Regions from separate parts of the Mus musculus genome. Here region 2 is linked to region 1. A link is a contact called in public HiChIP or PLAC-seq data. All regions are on one chromosome and are shown on one strand. The core of a region is the stretch at or near the end of the contact, and the rest is flanking DNA. Distances in the headings are between cores, read along the strand shown.

What was found. HiChIP or PLAC-seq counts read pairs in DNA pulled down with a chosen protein or histone mark.
Region 2: a FOXA1 HiChIP or PLAC-seq map of pancreatic cancer cells shows a contact between it and region 1. The contact joins the promoter of Mrpl58 here to the enhancer-like site in region 1. A contact is called at or near these places in 5 of 39 promoter capture datasets (the 3T3-L1 cell line, 3T3-L1-derived adipocytes, the HPC-7 cell line and 2 more), 1 of 484 Hi-C or Micro-C datasets (the N1E-115 cell line), 1 of 115 datasets of contacts at active chromatin or transcription factors (pancreatic cancer cells) and 1 of 9 other capture datasets (liver).

What each region holds. Positions count from the first base shown.
Region 1 is chr11:115,218,038-115,223,423 of GRCm38.p6, forward strand. All of the region lies in intron 8 of Tmem104 (transmembrane protein 104), which reads left to right. Among named protein-coding and RNA genes, the nearest start is that of Tmem104, 33 kb to the left of the region's middle. Within about 2 kb of position 1,849, at least 90 of the 459 cell types and tissues checked have an H3K27ac peak or open chromatin away from gene starts, as enhancers often do. A contact at or near this core is called in the HPC-7 cell line, the N1E-115 cell line, liver and 1 more, where this site is marked.
Region 2 is chr11:115,400,115-115,405,435 of GRCm38.p6, forward strand. It overlaps Mrpl58 (mitochondrial ribosomal protein L58), which reads left to right and starts at 3,638. Exons shown (of 6, transcript NM_001347645.1): 1 at 3,638-3,846. The coding sequence starts at 3,661. Gm32013 (a long non-coding RNA gene) reads right to left here and starts at 1,139. Exons shown (of 3, transcript XR_880312.3): 1 at 451-1,139.

The DNA of each region.
Region 1 (5,386 bases), core at 599-3,098:
AGGGGCAGTTGAAGAAGTGGCCCTTGTGGGAGGCACTTGAGTGCTCTAAGCAGGAAATAGGCTTTGGATACAGGTGACCTGGGCTCTAATCCCAGCTACAGCTAAGTAATTGAGATTTTGGACAAAGCCTTTAATCCCTCTCAACACCTGTTTTCTGAAGTGGAAACAGTAGCCAGGATTAGAAAGAGGTCCCACCTGGGTGGCCTCCAAAGCTCTGCTTCACCTGCCAGCTCTCAGAGCCCTTCCTCCCCTCCTGCAAGCCCGAGCTCCTCCAGGGGAATAGGCTGTGACCCCACCGGAGTCTCGGCCCTGGGAGTCTCGGCACTGAGAGCTTATCGGAAGCTCTGGACAGAGAGTGACAGCACTCCTCAGAATGGAGCCCCAGAACCACTTCCCTTCTGCAGGCTTCCTAGCCACTGGGGGCGGTACCTGTACCAAGTGTTGTGCCTTGTCCTGGTTTCAATGGCAAGACCAGGTGGGCAGGTGACATAGCATTGAGTCAGCTGCCAGGGGCTGTGGACTGTGTTCTGGGCAGACTTGGGGGGAGATGGCATGTGGAATTTGCAGACCATCAGCTTGGTGTTGCAGGGGCCCCTCTCAGTGCCCTCTCAGGTTGTCTGGGGTGAGTTTCGTCCTCTTTCCCACTTTCTCCCTCATACAGAGGCCAGAGAGAGTTGGACCTGTCCTGTCCATAGGGAAACTTCCAGAAGCACCTGGGAAGCAGTTCTTAGGGTCACTTTTGAATGTTTGTCTTCGCCTCAGGTCCCTTATCAGTTGTTCTGCCCCATTCCTTGCAGTTTGTTTTTATTATTTTAGTTGTGTGTCTGTGTATGTGCACATGTGCGCAAGTGCCCATGGAGGCCGGAGGTATCGGATACCCCGGAGCTGGGGTTAACGGTGGCTGCCTGTCTAATTTGCATCCGAGGGCCTCAGCAAAGGCCCACCCCAAGGCTAAAGTCAGGGAGGTCAGCACTTCCCCTAAGTAGGGGCTGGAAGGTGGTCAGGAAGATGACTTGGAAAGTGAACTGTATGGGTTCCTCCTCCTGTTTATTTACTGTTGTCTATCAGAAGGGAAACTGGCCAGGGTGGGGTGGCTCAGCAGGCCCAAGCACTTACTACAGAAGGCTGCAACCTGAGCTTGGTCCCCAGAACCCAGGTAAAGGAAGAAGGAAAGAACTAATTCCACGGTTTTACCCTCTGACCTCCACACCTGTGCCACGGCACCAAAGCAAATAAACAAGAACTAAGTAAATCATTGCAGTGGTGAGCGTCGGGCTGGGGAAATCTGTCAGGAGTTAAGAGCCTGTACTGTCCTTACAGAGGATCTGAGTTTAATTCCGGCACTCAGGTCAGGTGACTCACAACCACTCTCCAAGCCAGAGCGGGCTGAACATTGCAGCAACAGGGGAGGTTTTCTGCCAAAGGGTGTGGCAACACGAAAGCAAGATTGGACTCCTGGTGCACAGGATGCACACAATGCCCATTTCCTGTTTGGAATGGCCTGGGCGTCAGCTGCTCCTTGTCATCAGTCCATTCTGCATGCATCCTTCTCGACGCTGGCTAGGCTAGGGCAGGGTAGAAGCAGGCATTGAGACATAACCTCCGTCAAGTGTTGTGTTCTGCCAAGTGTTAGATAAATGCCAGTCACTGCTAGGGTGGAGTCAGTGTACTGAAAGAGGTGCCCCAACCTCCTCCACCTGCCTCATTTCCCCTGTACCACGGACACTGGTCCGTTAGGAAGAACTTACAGCGTTTCTAGGGTGTTTGGTCCAGTTAGTGCTGAGCCCTGTCCTGCCAGGGGTGGTTTCTTCTTCCTGTCCTCTAGCTCCGCCTACCCACCACTGGGCTGATCCATATCAAGGTCACAGTTTATCCTCTGTCCCCAGGTCACTTCTGGTTTGGTATGAACAAGCCCTCCTCTCCACGACGTAATAACTCTTGTCCTAGAATTTTGGCAAACGCATCATGACAGCAGTTGACCGGGCTTGGCGCACGTGCATTGTTGACACAGTTTCCAGTATAGCATCCTCTCCTTCCCTGACTGTCATCTTCTGCATGGTGGGTGGTCTTCTCCTGTGTGATCAGAAGCACCTGAACTCTCATGAGTATTTGGGCCATTGTTAAGCTCACATGGGCAATAAAAATAAAATATCATATGGCAAGGGGTGGTGTATGTAGCTATAGTCCTAGCTACTCAAGAGGCCAAAGCAGGAAGGTCATTTACACGGAGGAGGGACATAGCAAGACTCCATCTCAGAGAAAGAAAAATGAAGTGTTGACAGAGCGTTCTTTGCATGCAGTAGGTCTTGGTAGTACCATGGTTCTGTACTTGGGATGTTTGGAGAATGGATGTGTACCAGTTAGGGTTACTCTTGCTATAATGCAACACCATGACCAAGGTAGCTTTGTTATAGAACTCAGGACCACCAGTCCAGGGGCGGCACCACACATAATGGGCTGGAGCCTCCCATATCAATCACTAAGAAAATGCCCTACAGCTGAATCTTAGGGAGGCATTTATTTTCTCAATTGAAGTTCCCTCCTTTCAGATAACTCGAGCATGTGTCAAGTTGACATAAAACTACCCAGCACAGTTGACCTTTGTCAACTCAGCACACAAGCACATCACCGATAAGCCTTAACCCTTCCTTTCTTATTCTTCCCCAAGATGAATATCACATTATAAACATTCCAAATTCTAAAAGTTCCACAGTCTTTAAATTTTTAAATACTTAAAAATTCAGCTTCCTTAAAATCCAAAGTCTCTCAGTGTGAGCTCCTGTCAAACCCTTTCTTACTGAAGAGGGAAGAAGCAGGGCACAGTCGCAGTCTGAACACGGCAAACCCAAGCTCCATCAGGTAAACAGTGTAACGCCAGTGTCTGGGATCCCCTCGGGTCTTCTGGGCTCCTCCAGTGGCTTGGGTCACCTCGGCTCTTCCCCCTGCAGCACACACAGCCGCTCCTCTAGGCTCAGGCTGTCTCCACGCCACCGCTGCTGTTTTTGGTGGTCATCCCATGACACTGGCATCTCCACAGTGCTGGAGTCTCTGCTGCAACTGGGCTGCTCCTTCATCATGAGCTTCTCCTGGGCTCTATTCAGAGACTCCAGCCCTGTCACACAGTGCCAAGCCTCAGCTGCTCTCCATGACCCCTTCCTGCCTTCAAAACCAGTACCACCTGGGTTACCAAGTTAAGTTGCCAGCACAAAGAACAGCCAGCCTTGGCTGCCTCTGGACCACAGCTTCTGTGTGCTGACCCTGAGGAAACACTTCCCAGAAGCCTTTTCATCAGTGATGCTGGTCTCTTCTTAACCACAGCTGACTCTTCAGCCCCAGCAGACCAGACACCCACAGACTCGTCACACAGTCTTTGCTTCTCTCTGAAACTTCACAAGCCAGGCCTCCTTCATCTGCAACTTTCTCAACATTATTGTCTCCAAAGCTCCTACAGAACAGCTTACCAAGCTTTGAACAACTCAATGGCATTTTTTGCCTAAAGTTTCAAAGTCTTTCCACAGTCTTCCCAAAACAACCTGCTCAGGTCTGTCACAGCATTACCACACTATCCTGGTACCACCTTCTGCCCTAGTCAGGGTTACTCCTGCTCTGATGAAGCACCTTGACCAGGGCGATTTGGGGAGGGAAGGGTTTATTTCAATTTACACATCCAGTTAAAGGTCCATCGCTTAGGGGAGACAGGGCAGGAACCTGGAGGCAGGAGCTGTGCAGAGGCCATAGAGGGGTGCTCCCCCATGGCTTTCGGAGGCTGCTTATAGGATGGCCCCACCCACAGTGAGCTGGGCTCTCCCCCATCAATCAGTCATTGAGTAAATGCCCTGTATATGATGTATTTTGAGAAGCTGAGTGACCCCCACAAAGCTGGCTCAACAAGGACACTGTCTGATCCCTACCCCATCCCAGCAATGTGAACTCATTTGTGCCCACCTGCCTGTGGTAGATGAAGCCCCAGAAGTTGCGATCCCGTTAGGCAAATAAATGTTCACAACCACTTGAGAAATAAAAATAGAATCCTTGCGCATTTCTTCCCTACGTGTCAAGGACGCATCGCAAGTTCAGTTAGGGGTGGGCTCTTGCCAAGATGCTATTAACCCCAATTAGCTTTTAACCCCCAGCACTCAACAGGAGCAGCCCTGCAAAAGCTTGGCGCCCCTCCCTTTCTCATCTGAAACACCCTCCAGGATCAGTCCAGACAGCTCAGCTGTGCATTTGGCACGTGGCCACCGCCACTTGAACCCACTCCCCCCGGCCTCAGATACTCTTGCGCCTGTGAAATCTGCCCTCGGCCCTTGCGGAGTCTGTGTGTTTAGGAAAGCCCTGACACTCAGCATTGCCACACTGTAGTTTCTAAGTTCCTTTATCACCCACGCCCGAATTAACAGGGAAAGCAAAGATACCAACCAGCCCTGGAGGAAGAAGGCTGGGAGTAGAGCCTGTGGGTCTTTTGCGTTAAGACCCCAGGAGCAGACAAGCAGAATGGAAAGTGCTGGAACCTTGAAAGCTCCACCCCCCCTCCCCCCCTTCTGCAGGTACCTAAATATGCAGGCACTTGAGGAACTGCTCGCTTAGTGAAGAGGTTGGTTGCTCAGTGCCCCATGTAAGGGCACATGGTGGCCAGCAGGGTCAGCACACCCTGTCAGTCCCGAGCCTTCTGTGGGAATGCAGGATACCATGTGAGCATGCCATCCTGGAATTTCCTGCCCCGTCTGTCATGTGCACCCACAGAGATGGTGGGGATGGGAGGGAGGGACCCTCCCCTGGCTGGCTGGCTGGCTGGCTGGCTGGCTGACAGAGGTGGACTCCTGCCTCTGTGAGTGTTTCCCGTTGCCTTCTTGCCAGAAGTGAAGTCCTAACCAGGAGCTGCAGGCTGCCCCTCCTCCTCTCGGCAAGGGAAAGATGACAAGCAGGCTTTAGGGGTTGCTTTGTGTTCAGGAAGAGCTGATGGCTAGGCTTGTGGCTGGGAATCCTAGCAAGAGGTAGTTGTTCAGAAAGACCACAGCCCCTTTGAAGGCTTTAGGGTTTCAAACATGTCACCTCTTCTTGGGCCCACTGTAGAGTACCATTTGGTGACTCTGCTGTTTAGGGATTCTTTGACTGGCGGGGGGCAGGGAGAGCTCTGCTGATGGCAAGAGCCGAGTGCTAGGCTCCTCTCCTCCAGACCCTCACCCTTCCCTCAGTTCTGAGATGGAACCGAGGGCCCTTGGAACACTCTCCCATTGAGCCACACCTCCCAGCGCTCCAAACTGTGTTTGGAAAGATACATACACAAACACACATACACCAGCATGGTGATTGTTCAGTTTTTTTCAACAGAGCAGGTGTACTGCATAGCTGCCTGGCAGGAAGGCTGTAGGGGTAGGGATGCGAT
Region 2 (5,321 bases), core at 2,388-4,887, 180 kb after region 1:
TGGATTTCCTACCCTAGGGCTGCAGAGAAAAGCTATCAGATCTTCTTCAAGGGGCCTGTGTGCAGCACCTCTGAGTAGTGGCTGGCTTTTGTGTGTGTTTACTTGCTGGCTCTGTGGCAAGTGGTTCCAGTCTGTTTAGTCCCCCAGGAATGACATGAGACAAATACAAAAGCTCTCATTAACCGAATACCATTCTGAAGCTTGGAGGGTAAGTGACTCATTCAAGGTCACCCAGAACTATTCCATCTCAGGCTGGGGGCTGTAGCTGATGGCAGAGCATGTGCAAGCCTTCGTGGCACACACACACACACACACACACACACACACACACACACACACAGTGTATCAGAAGTATTTCAACTAAGGCCGGATACCCCCACACCTCACTGGACATCCCTTATGCCCACAATGTGGATAGTTTTAATGGGTCGTCTGATTTAGGGCACTCACGTGAGGACAATCCTGTGGATCCCTCAGATGGCAGTCATCTGCAGACTCACAAGCTGTGGAACCGGGCTGGGTCTACAAATCCCTCTGCTTGCAGGACTGGCCTGTTGATTCTTAATCCTTTCTTTCTTTTTCCTTATTTTGAGTGAATAGCCTCTTCCTGAAACACCATCTCGAACCATACAACCTTTGGGGGACCAATGAGAGGAAGAGGAGGCACTGTTCTCTACCTTCAGTGCCAGGCTTCTCATTGTTATTGTTTAACATGAGGTCTTATGTAACCTTGGCTGGCATGAAACTCACTGTGTGATGCAAGCGGGCCTCAAACTCAGAGTGGTCCTCCTGCCTCAGTCTTCCATTATAGGCATGCTGCACCCCACCCCACAGAGTGCTCACCTGTCCTGGTTTTCCTCCCAGTATCCTCTCTTCCCCAATACTGAATGGCTCCTGGCAGCAGCCAGCAACGAGCAGGGCAGCTGCTCTCCACACCCCAGGGCAACTTGTCTCTCTTTCTCCCCTCTACTCCCACCTCTTGCAGAATCCAGGCCGCCAGATGGCCTGAACAGGCTGTGTTTACTTGGAGCCCTGGAAATGTACAGCTTCCTTTTCTACGACTGTGGGTCAGGCTGGAGCCCACCTCGGAGCAAAGCTGCCATGGGACCGCTCTGATTTTATTATTCATAATCCACAACCCGAATGGATGCCTGGGCTTGCTCCCCGGAGCAGCATATTCCAGTCACTATGGAAACGGCTCAGCTCCCTCAGAGGTTCTGGGACTAAGTCAGTCAGGGAAGGACCCAGGAGACTCCTTCCGAGCCAGAGCCCCAAAGGAAGATGTCAGTTGCCAATCCTTGGAGTTCACGGAGTGCCTGGGGGCTGGTTTATCTTTCCAATAATGTAGAGACTGTAAAGGCTTGCTTCCATGACAGTTTCCTGTCTCAATGAGCCAGTGTCTCTGGGGAATACTTCAATTGTCCCAGGGGTGTATGTTTGTAGGTGATGATACGGTCTCAAAAAAAAAAAAAAATCAAGCTCTTCATTATGAGTTAATCACAAGCATTACTAACAATTACTAACATTTATTGACATCTATTTTCATTTATTCACAACCTCAACCAAGGAACTTAGCCAAGGATTAGACACCTTCAAACACTTCTTGTCTTACTTGTAGCCTTAGCATTCCAATTTACTGCCTTAACACCACTATGAAACAACCCTACTTAGCCTGCAGTCTTCTGAACTCTGTACCTACTTCTCCAGTTTGCTTTTTTTTTTTTTTTTACTTTTTTAATGATTTATTTATTTTATGTATAAGAGTACACCAATGCTCTCTTCAGACACACCAGAAGAGGGCATCAGACCCCATTGCAGATGGTTGTGAGCCACCATGTGGTTGCTGGGAATTGAACTCAGCACCTCTGGAAGAGCAGTCAGTGCTCTTTAACCACTGAGCCATCTTTCCAACCACCTCCAGTTTGTTTTTAGTGGCTAGAAGAATCCACTATGCTGCTTCTTAAAGCTTGAGGAGGGAAGATGCCTGTATTTAGAACCACTTCCAGTGATCTGCCTCCCATCCCTGGCTGGGTATAAGCAAAGCCATTCATCACAACTCTCACATGGGTGTGAGTGGCTTATAAGGCTGTTTTGTAGATAAAAACAAAAAACCTGAAGTTGATTCAACTTGACTGAAACTCAACTTACAAAAATGAACTGCTGCTGGGCATAGTAGCACTTGCCTTTGATCCCAGCAGTCAGGAGGTAGAGCAGGTGCATCTTTAAGAGTTCAAGGCCAGCCTGGTTTACAGAGCGAGTTTCAGAACAGTCAAGGTTACACAGAAATACTGTCATGAGGAAAAAAAAAAAGAAGAAAAAGAAAAACCAAACCAAAGAACAACAAAAACGTGAACTACCATGAAATTCACTTGACCCACAGTCGTGGTATGTCTGTGATGTGACACACTCTGCATGTTTGGGATACAGCAGAGACCTTACATTCTAACTTGGAGACAGGCAATATGTTAGAACATAAGACTGGGCCTTGGAGTAGTGGTACAAATCTGAACACCTGTGAGGTGAAGGCAGGAGGGTCAGGAGTTCAAGACTAGTCTGAGCTAAATAGGTTGAAACCCTGTCTCAAAACACAAGCAAAAGACAGACCTGGTTGGGTAAGCTTTTAATACCAATGCTCTGGACTGAGAGGCAGGCAACCTGCTGTATATAGTGAGCTCCAGGCCAGCTAGGGCTACATAATTGAAACCTGCCTAAATAAATACCACAAAACCAACCCTTAAGCTCAAAATCGAACACACAAAGATTGGTTGACTGTCTATCCACTCATCTATCTAAAGCAAGTTAGGAATGTGGCTCACACTGAACAAGGGATAGGAAAGGGCAGGGAAAGTCCGAGCTTAGCAGGTAAGGTCGTCCTTGCTGTATCTAGTTAGGTTGCTCAAGGGTCCAGGGAAGGAGAACAGACTCAAAAAAGAGAAAAGGGTGTTTCTAGGATGCTAGATCCAGTGTTTGTTTATGTATTTATGCATTTATATATTTGTTTACATACACACACATTTAAAATGATTTTTCCAAGACAGAGTTTCTCTGTATAGAAGCCTCGGCTGTCCTGGACTCACTTTGTAGACCAGGCTAGCCTAGGTCCACCTATCTCTGCCTCCCAAGTGCAAGGATTAAGGCCTGGCCATGTATGTATGTATGTGTGTATGTATGTACTATTATTATTTTTTTTTTATGGTTTTTCAAGACAGGGTTTTTTTTCTGCATAGCCCTTGCTGTCCTGGAACGCACTCTGTAAACCAGGCTGGCCTCGAACTCAGAGATCCACCTGCCTCTGCCTCCCAAGTGCTGGGATTAAGTGCCACCACGCCTGGCCATGTATGTATTATTTTTATGACAGGGGCTATGTGACTAGGTTAGGCTCTCATCTGCCTTAGCCTTGAGAGCAGTGCTGGGACTGCAGGTGAGCACCGCTCAGTCAGACCCATACAGGAATCTTTTTAAGAAAAATCTCCCGTAGGTGGTCTCTATCTGCCGGTCAACCTCTACCAGATGTCAGCTGGGTGCGCACCACTTCCCACCATCACCGCCAAGGTGGACAGCCCGGAGCCCGAGAAACCCGGCGGAACTTAAGAGCCAGCTCAGCCAAGGCTGGCGGACCGCCGGAAGAGTGAGCACCGGAAGCGGTCCTGGGAGGTGAACATGGCGACCGCCTGGGGCCTACGCTGGGGCCTGAGCCGAACTGGAACGTTGTTGCTCGCGCCGCCCGCGCGCTGTGCTCGCCGGGCTCTGCACAGACAGGTAGACGGCACCACGTTCCAGAGCATCTACAGCCTGGACAAGCTGTACCCCGAGTCCAAGGGCGCGGATACCGCCTGGAAGGTCCCGGTGAGCCGAGAAAGGCGGGACGGAAAGGGCGGTTCCTCCCGCTGCTAGGTGACGCGAGGAAGCCGGGCGGCTTGCAAGGTTTTGGTTGCCCCAGGAGGAACTGATCGCCCTAGTAACCCGGCCGGAGGTGCGGGATGTGCTGGGACTGTAGAGTGTGATTGCAACCCTCGTGGCTCGGGTAGTGCAGACCCTGGGAGAGAGCCGCCACATACGCGTCTTTCTAGATCGTTAGTTTGTCCACGTTTGCTTCCCGGCCTTCAGGCTCACATTATATGGGAAGATGTGCATTATGGACCTTGAAAGTAGTAAAACCTGAGATCCGCAAGTTGGGACGTTACCCAGTCTTTTGACCCTAGTAACGTTAGGAAGCCTGAGACAAAGCTGGTTTGGTCCCTAAGGGTCCATGTTTAGCCTGCGTCATGTAGTGGTACTGCGTGGGGCCTGAGCAGGAAAGAGAGCATCTATTGAGCTGCACCTGTAGGATTGAAAGAGCATCAAGTATTTTCATTCATCCACTCGCACCTCATTCAGCAGACATCTTTTGAGAGCATGCTGTTAGCACAGTGCTAATTTGGGGCAGAGAGTAGTAAAACAGAAATCCTAAGGCTGTAAAGCTCGTATACTGGAGGGCGACAGACAAAAATAAATGAATAAACCCAAGTAACACTAAATATGATACTTCAGAGATAGTAAGACTCAGAAGGCAAAGGTGAAGCTAGAGATAATAACAGTTGTAGGTTTGTTGTTTGTTTGGACAAAGGATCTCATGTAGCCTAGGCTAGACTCGAACTTGCTACATAGCTGTGGGTGGCTATGAGCTCCTGATCCTTCCACGTTCATCTCCCACGCGTAAAGATTACTGGCATGTATCACTGTACTGATACATGTTGTGAGAAAAGCTCTTTAAAAGCCCTGGATGATCTCTAGTTTGCAGTGATCTTCCTGCCTCTCAAGTACTGAGATTACAGGCATATACCAACAAACCCAGCTAAGCATTGAAGTTTTAGGTAGAGTGATCTGGGAAAAGCCTGGAAGAATGGGCCACAGTGGCCTGAATCTGTAACCCAAGCACTTGAGGCAGAGGCAGGAAAAATCAATTGGCTCATAGCCAGCCTGGATTATATGAGACCTTGTCACGTACAAAGACCTGGAAGGAAGACATGAGAATACTGGGGAGATGAGTGTCCCCAGCAGAGCAGGTGCAACCATTTCAGAACAGTAGCATGCTGGACAAGTGTGGCTGAGTGAGGCAGTTGAGAGAAGTGGGTGGAGCCAGGAATAGAATGATACATTTTAGTTTTACAAGATTGACTGCTACACAGTGTTACAGACAGAAGCCTGGAGAATGGCAACAGCTAGAATGTAAGTTAGGAGATTGCGGTAATATAGGTCACAGTAACATAGGCAAGACAGGATGAGCAGGCTGGAAGCAATAGGAGCCTTGAAGGTGATTAGGTCCTAGGCATCTTTTGAAG